Regions from separate parts of the Mus musculus genome. Here region 1 is linked to region 2. Evidence: chromatin contacts called from public HiChIP or PLAC-seq data. All regions are on one chromosome and are shown on one strand. The core of a region is the stretch at or near the end of the contact, and the rest is flanking DNA. Distances in the headings are between cores, read along the strand shown. Region 1 overlaps Dapp1 (dual adaptor for phosphotyrosine and 3-phosphoinositides 1). Region 2 overlaps Dnajb14 (DnaJ heat shock protein family (Hsp40) member B14).

Evidence for each region. HiChIP or PLAC-seq counts read pairs in DNA pulled down with a chosen protein or histone mark.
Region 1: an H3K27ac HiChIP or PLAC-seq map of embryonic stem cells shows a contact between it and region 2, with 6 read pairs. The contact joins two enhancer-like sites. A contact is called at or near these places in 1 of 39 promoter capture datasets (liver), 1 of 15 datasets of contacts at CTCF or cohesin (CD8 T cells), 10 of 484 Hi-C or Micro-C datasets (B cells, CD4 T cells, ECoMG myeloid progenitors and 6 more), 5 of 115 datasets of contacts at active chromatin or transcription factors (CD8 T cells, bone marrow-derived macrophages, effector CD8 T cells and 2 more) and 3 of 9 other capture datasets (adipose tissue, liver and pancreatic islet).

The regions. Positions count from the first base shown.
Region 1 is chr3:137,968,098-137,972,146 of GRCm38.p6, forward strand. All of the region lies in intron 1 of Dapp1 (dual adaptor for phosphotyrosine and 3-phosphoinositides 1), which reads right to left. All of the region lies in intron 2 of Gm19708 (a long non-coding RNA gene), which reads left to right. Among named protein-coding and RNA genes, the nearest start is that of Dapp1, 11 kb to the right of the region's middle. Within about 2 kb of position 2,039, at least 118 of the 459 cell types and tissues checked have an H3K27ac peak or open chromatin away from gene starts, as enhancers often do. A contact at or near this core is called in embryonic stem cells, where this site is marked.
Region 2 is chr3:137,887,026-137,890,735 of GRCm38.p6, forward strand. All of the region lies in intron 2 of Dnajb14 (DnaJ heat shock protein family (Hsp40) member B14), which reads left to right. Among named protein-coding and RNA genes, the nearest start is that of Gm40155, 11 kb to the left of the region's middle. Within about 2 kb of position 1,411, at least 14 of the 459 cell types and tissues checked have an H3K27ac peak or open chromatin away from gene starts, as enhancers often do. A contact at or near this core is called in embryonic stem cells, where this site is marked.

The DNA of each region.
Region 1 (4,049 bases), core at 789-3,288, 82 kb after region 2:
TGAGAAATCATTTGGTCAGCAGTGCAGGCATCGGTTGTGATGTGGCTGGGGCACGAAGCCTCCACCTGAGCCGCTGAGCAGTAGAGTGGGGCTGTGGAAGGAACCTGTGTTGGCCAATGTCACTTTCTCTGGCTGACATCTCACAGATAAAATTGAACAGTAGCTGGCGGAGTCTGGAACATGCCCCTTTCTCTGTCTATCATCTTTGACATTTCTTTTTATCACAGGCTTTTGTGTCCTTTATCTCCCAAAGTACTCTCTCCAGAGTACCTTTTAAGATTTGAATTTTGAATTGTCCCTAAAAGCTAATTTCTGATGTGCGGACAGAGCAGCACCTAGTTTGCCTGGTCTTGCTTCAGGGCACGCACAATGCCTCCTGCGCTAGCTCTGGTCTCTTCAGAATTGCATGAGGAAGCTCACACAGAGCCTGTTGTGGACAAAAGTTCCCGCCCATCATTTTTCTCTGTACCTTTGCAAGACTGGTATTTTTAGAATGACGTGTAGTAACAAACCAGTTGACTAGTGGGCACTTCGAAGAGAAAAGGTGAGCTAATGGGCGTCCGGACACCTTGGACCCAAGCAGGGGTGGGGGTGGGAGGAATGAGGTTGGGGGAAGGGAGTAGCAGAGCAAGAAGAGGTTAGCTTTCAGTGTGATCCCTTCTTCAGTGGCTCCAACCGCTCCGACCACTTTAGCTTAGCTTAGCAACTCTGTGGTCCCTCTCGGTAGCAACGTCAGGTTGTCACAAATCAAGATGACAAGGTTTTCAAAGAGAAAACCCATATTTTCATGTATTGAGATGCTGTCTTCTGTTATACAATTTCCCCAGTTCCTTAACTTTTGCAAGAGAACAAACCACAATTCTCTTATCACTGACACGCCAGACATTCTCCTAGCCGCTGGTGACACGTGACTATGCAGTCTTGAATAAGTTTTATTTTCCAACTCCAAGACTTTTGGTCTTACTTTCTCTAAAGAAATGAAAAGAAGAAACTACTGCTGGTAACTGTTTTAGAAGGCACCGTGTTATAGTCACGTTTTATTCCTATGGCTTATAGATTTTTACAGTTGTGTCTCAAGGTCAGAGGCAGTAAGAGTAAAGATGTTAATCTAATTATAGACTAGAGCAGAATACTTGCATTGGGTTTATAAGAATATCAAAACTAGCAGTTGACCTTGAAGGAAACAGCGGCCTTATCTCTCCCATGATAAGGCAGCAAATTAGGAAACACCCACCCACTAAATAGTTTTCATAACTGCCTCTCGGAGATACAGGAAATAAACTCAACCACAGAGAACACAGGCAGGCTGGATCCGGAAGTTCCTTCTCAACTCTGCTCCTCCTGCCTTCATCCCAGTGCCTCCTCATGCTGGAACCTTCTAGGAGACTGTTCCAACATGCTAGAAACACCAAGGTGTTTTATCCTTTGGGTTTTAATATTTTAATTTGCTGGTCTAAGTTTATGTCTTGTTTATGCTATGTCCGTTGAAGGAAAGACTTTAAAATTATTGAGGTAACTCACAGTACGTTAAAATCACACTCCAAAAAAAAAAAAAAAAAAAAAAAAACAAGTTACAAGGAAAAATATCTTTCTATATGCTATTTACTTAAATCATTTTGATATTTATTTTGCACAAATATTTATATAAACCACTAAATTCACTACCAGACAAACCACTAATGAGTTGCTGTTGGAAATCAATACAAAATCTTGCTACTCAAAATTTGGGCTAGCCCGAGGTCTTGGTTGAAATGTATATTCTTGTCCCCAGCCCCCTGACTGTGGAGGCTCAAGTGATCTCTACCCTGCTAAGAATCTGAGAAACGTGAACATCCTAAGAAACTTCCTTCAGTAGCCCTAATGGCTTGACTTCGATCTTTGGCATCTGGGGAAAAGGGCAAGGTGAAGTAGTTTCTGGGTTTCCATAGAGAAAAGAAAAAGGATCTGCGGGTTAGCAGTCAGAGATCCCCTGTGGCTGCCGACCTCGGGCTGTGTGCTGCTGGATCTCATGGAAGGAAGGACAGAGCCAGGGAAGCTTGATGGCGGGAGATGATCGATCGCGCTCTGGGCTCGACTATGGATGTCTGATCCATTAGGGAGTGAGAGAGGGCATCTCTAAGAGGAAAGAGCACAAGCTAAGACGCTGGGGTCGGTTTGTGTATGGACAGCAGAATGCCTAGCGGAAGCACAGGGTCCATGCTGGGGAGTAAAGCAAAATAACAGAAAAACTGGTGGTTTGTGGCCTCATTTAAGACATTTTTTCCCATTCCTCCCTCTCTTCCTTCCTCCTCTCTTCCCTCCTTCCTTCCTGGCTGTACTGGGCATTGAACCCAGGGCCTTGCGAATGTTAGGTAAATGCTCTACTAAGCAAAGCCCTCAGCTCTAGAGTATTCATTTCTCATCGAGAAAATGTCTTGCCTACAGATTATTAATATATTTCACTGTACACCTCCATTCCTGGCAAAGAGAAGTGACCTGGAACTTGGATTCTGTTTATATTGAGTTATAAAGGGACATATATACTCAAAAAAAAGTTTTTCTTTTTTTTTTTTCCTGCTTCAAAATTGTTCTCATTTTAGAAAGACAGTGACACCCTCTGAAGTCTTTGGGCCCCAAGGACAGATGGATAATGTGTCTCTCCTTCTCTAAGGCCATGACACAGATGATGGATCTGTGATTGAACCTACAGCTTGGCTTCACATTCCCTGTGAACAGGAAACATGAGCTGTCTCCACCGGGCTTTCCCCATCCAAGCTGCTCTCACTTGGGTTCACCTGACTTTAGCTCCTGAGTTGCTCCACCAGACTGGTCGGATGTTGATCTCACTTGTGTACCTGTATTTAGAGTCAGTGCTGGATGCTTCAACTGTGGGAAAGGCTAAGCTCTTGAGCTCTTGGTGTCATCAGAAATTGCCGGTGTAGAATAAGACACCTCTCATTTAGCACCAGAGCTTTCAGGGCTGTTGTACTACAGTCAGGCTGTATCTAAGACAAGACTGTGTTCCATAGGGTGGAACTTCACTTCTCAAGTAGAAGGAGGCAAGCAGAAGCTTCCCACAGGGTTGAGGAAGTTCAAAAACAGCTCAGGTAGGTGCAGCGCACTGTCCGGGGGAGGCTGAGCCTCCCCACGGTCTTTCCAGCCGGGAGTTTTCGGTGATGGAATCAGCAAGGTTGGGACTTTCCACATCGCTGCTTAAGTGTCCCGCCTATCCACCTTACTAGCAGGGCTGAATGGTGAGCCTAGTTGTCCAAAGCTTTAGGAAACAGACCTGGCAGAAGCATAGCATGCAGATATCTACCCACTAAAGCTGGGTGCTAAACCTCAGCTCACAAACAAACAAACAAACAAAGCAGTGCTGAAAGGAGAAGTGTAGAAGTATTTTTATGAGGGGTTTCTGCCCCGCTCTAACCCTGTATAGCAGTCTGTAAGCCTAAACTGGACAGGTTCTGAACTATTTTAACCTACATCACACCCATAGGCCAACCTGAGTCTAGCTCTATTTGCTCTGCTCCATGTGTGTCCTCAGGGCAAGTTTCTCCTGGCCTCGTGCTCATGGTCCATCCTCATAGTCTATTCTGACTCTTGGAAGCCTTCTTCTTCCCCCATCTTTTTTTCCTTCTCCTCGTGGTCCCTACCTGAGACCCTCCCTTCCACCCCCTTCTTGATCTCCAGTCCCACCCTCTCCCTCCTGACCAGGGGATCATTCTTTATAGCACGTTGGTCAATACAATGCCTATGTCCAGACTACAACCTGATCTTGGGGCACAGAACTCAGCATCTCAATACACAGAGCACAAGACCAACCCCAACACAGAGGTACTTAGAGAGCAGGATCAACCTGTGCTTGAAGTCTGATGATAAGGCAGGAAGTGCTGGAAAATGGAAACACGAAGACAGATGGAAGAAGAGAGGCAGAGACTCGGAAATATGGGAGTCAAAGAGAGACAGACAGAGATACAAAAGGACATGCTGTGCAGGCCAGTGATCATAGCACCCAGGAGAGCAAGACAGGAGCATTGGGAGACCAAGGCCAGGCTAGGTTACATAGT
Region 2 (3,710 bases), core at 161-2,660:
ATTCCAGATTTGCTGTTACTTTTTTGTTTTGTTTTGTTTTGTTTTTGAGATAGGGTTTCTCTGTATAGCCCTGGCTGTCCTGGAACTCACTTTGTAGACCAGGCTGTCCTCGATCTCAGAAATTCGACTTCCTCTGCCTCCCAAGTGCTGGGATTAAAGGCGTGGGCCACCATGCCCGGCTGCTGTTACTTTTTTAAATCTATATATCCTCTCCTCTACCTGTGTGTGTGTGTGTGTGTGTGTGTGTGTGTGTTTGTGTGTGTGGGAGAGAGAATACATGTGTGAGAGTATACACAGGAGAGGAAGTTAAATAAATAAAAGAAATATATTTATTTCAGCACTGGCCTGAGTATGCATGTGTGCATGCCCATGTGTACATGCGTGTGTGTGTGTGTGTGTGTGTGTCTATTTGTCTGCATGTGTGTGTGTGTGTGTGTGTGTCTATTTGTCTGTGTGTGTGTGTGTGTGTGTGTGTGTGTTTGCTTTTGTTTTTCTCCCAGCCACAGGACTTGCCTGTAGTAGGTGGGAGAAGGGGATGGCACATCCTGAGAGTAAAACACTGACAGCTAATAGCCGGAGCAGCTATGCCATCAGAGTTGGCCAGCAGAGCCCTGAGCAAGCTTCTGTCTGTCCCTGAGACTGGAGGTGACACTGTCGATGAGGTTGAAAGCTGAGGAGAGTAGGAAGAGTCTTTACGGATGGGATGGAGTGAGTGCACGTTGAGGGTCCAGCCGTACTTACGATCACAATTCCTGATAGACCAGCTGCTTTAGAAGTATTACCTGTATTATAGATTGATTGATTTACTATATCTTAAATTCCACATAATATACATTGTATATAATATAAAATGTATATATAAAATCCCCTTGTGGAATGTTTTATATAATTATGAACCATTCTTTTAAGCAAATCCCTAAGTTATTTGAAATATTTCAGTCAGTCCGTTGTATGTAAGTTGCCTAGTTGCATAGTGTGTACATATTCATAGTAGACTTCTTAAATGTGGCCCAGTGAGGTAGCAGATGAGAGGTCAGAACCTGCATCTTGTCGTTTGGTGTTTTGTTTTATTTAGACTCAGGGGATTTTCCTCAGGAAAGTCCTCTGTCTTGATAGAGAAGGCGATTATGCAAACAAGTTGCTCAGTAACAGCAGGGTTCAGTGGGGAGAAGCCACGCAATGATCCTGCATCCCTTGCGTAAGTGTAAACTCACAGGAAGATTGAAGGAAACTTGTTTAACTAGCAAACAGGCAGTGGAGCCGCCGAGCTCTGTGTCATTGAGTTGAAAAACATTTAAAAATTGAGGAAAATAAGCTTTATTGGAAGTTTTTAATGCATCATTGTAAAAGAACTACCTTGTATTTAAACATAAAAGGTCATCTCGGAATCTACCAGGCAATTATAGCTACATCTGGTACCCCTTTCTGTGCAGCTCTGTCTCATTTGAATTACAAAGGCTGGAGTTTCAGAGTCTCTTCTGTCCTTTTGCTTTTGTTTTCAGTTGTTCTTGTTTGTTTGTTTGTTCGTTTGTTTTAGACTAGGTCCTGCTTGGAAGCCAAGACTGAGCCTAAACTCCTTCTCCTGCTCTAGCCTCTCTCAGAGTGTGGGATTACAGGTGTGGGAGCCCGGTCTTTCAGTTCTTTAAATTAAAGGAAGATAAATTACAGTGAAGAGACACATGACCACTGCAGTCCTTATTTTAAAAAAGCATTTAGTTGGGGCTTGCTTACAGTTGTAGAGGGTTAGCCTTCATTGGAGGGAAGCATGGTAGCATGCATCAGACATGGTGCTGGAGAGAGAGGTAGCTAAGAATTCTACATTTAGATCTGCAGGCCTCAAGAACAAAACGTGGGCCTGACCTAAGCATTTGAAAACCCAAAGCCCACCCCGAGTGACACACTTCCTCCAACAAGGCCACACCTACTCCAGCAAGGCCACACCTCCTAATCTCTTATCAAGTAGCTCCATTCCCTAATGGCCAAGTATTCAAATATAGAGATGGAGGGGGGGGGGCATTCCTATTCAAGTCACCACGTAAGGTAAGGAATTTATGTGGAACATGACTGGATGTGGATAATTGATTGTCCTGGCTAGTTCGTATGGCCAGCTTGACACAACATGTAGAAAGAGGCAATCTCAATGGAGGGTTTGCCTAGATAGTGTTGACCTGTGGCCATATCTGGGGGGAATTGTCTTCCTTGTTCATTGATATGGGAGAGCCCAGTTTGAGAGTTCATTGATATGGGAGATGGCTAGTTTTATGCCATCTTGACACAAGCTACAGTTATCTAAAAGGAGATGATCTCAATTGAGAAAATGCCTCCATAAGATCTGTCTGTAGGGCATTTAAAAAAATTTTTTTTAATTAGTGATCAATGGGGGAGGGCCCACCATTGGATGGCGCCATCCATGGGCTGGTGTCCTGGGTTTTATAAGAAAGCAGGATGAGCAGGCCATGGGGAGCAAGCCAGGAAACAGTACCCTCCACGGCCTCCAAATTAGCTTCTGCCTCCAGGTTCCTGCTCTGTTTAAATTTCTGCCTTCTCTGCTTTTGATGATGAACTGCTGGATGGATCTGTGAGTGGAATCAACCCTTCCCTCCCCAACTTGCTTAGGGTCATGGTGTTCTTCTCAGCAATAGTAACTGTAACTAGCACACTGGCCCTCAGCAGGCAGTGCCGCCCCTGGGCAGGTGGCCTTAGGTTGTATTGTGAAAGTTGGCTGATCACGCGTGAGCCGGGGTGAGTGAGCAGGGTTCCTCCATGGTGTGCGTATGCTTGAGTTCCTGTCCAGTTTTCCCTCGGTAACAGATTCACGGGCAAGCTGATATGAACGGTTTCCTCTCCAAGTTCCTTTTGGTCCCAACAGCAGAAAGTAAACTACAGTGACAATCTGCAGCTAAGCTGTATCCCACACAGAGGCTCCTGGACTGCACCTGGCACTCAGATGCTCTGCAGGGCCACCTCCCACCACCACACCTTCCCTCAATTTCTAATTTATCTGAGAAAAAGTCTCCAGAGATTAGGAGACTATTTAGACTGTTGCCTCAGGGTTTCTGTTGCTGTGATAAAGACCATGACAAAAAGCAGCCTGTGGAGGAGACGGTTTGTTTCACTTTGCAGTCTGTAGTCCATCATCATGCAGAGAAGTCAGAGCAGGAACCTGGAGGAAGGAGGCCCAGGCCACCGAGGCATGCTTCTTACTGGCTTGCTCCTCATGGCTTGCTTAGCCTGCTTTCTTATAGCTCCTAGGGCACCCAGCCCAAGGGGTGGCACCACACCCAGTGAGCTTAGTCCTCTCCATTGATCATCAATCAGAAAAATGTACCACAGGCTTGCCCACAGATCAATCTTGTAGGGATTTTCTCACTTGAGGTTCCCTCTTCTAAAATGACTCTAACTTATGTCAAGTTGACATAAAACTAGTCAGCACAATTGACTGTTTGGTCAACTAAATGTACAAATAATTACTGTTAGATCATAACTTTTCCTATTGTTCTCAAGATGTTATTAATATCAATATCACAATATAAAATCTATTCCAAACTTTTAAAGTCTTACAATCTTTAAAAAAGGTTGAGTTCCAAGCTGGAGAGATGGCTCAGCAGTTAAGGGCACTGACTACTCTTCCAGAGGTCCTGAGTACAACTCCCAACAACCACATGGTGCTCATAACCATGTGTAATGGGAGCCAATGCCCTCTTCTGTGT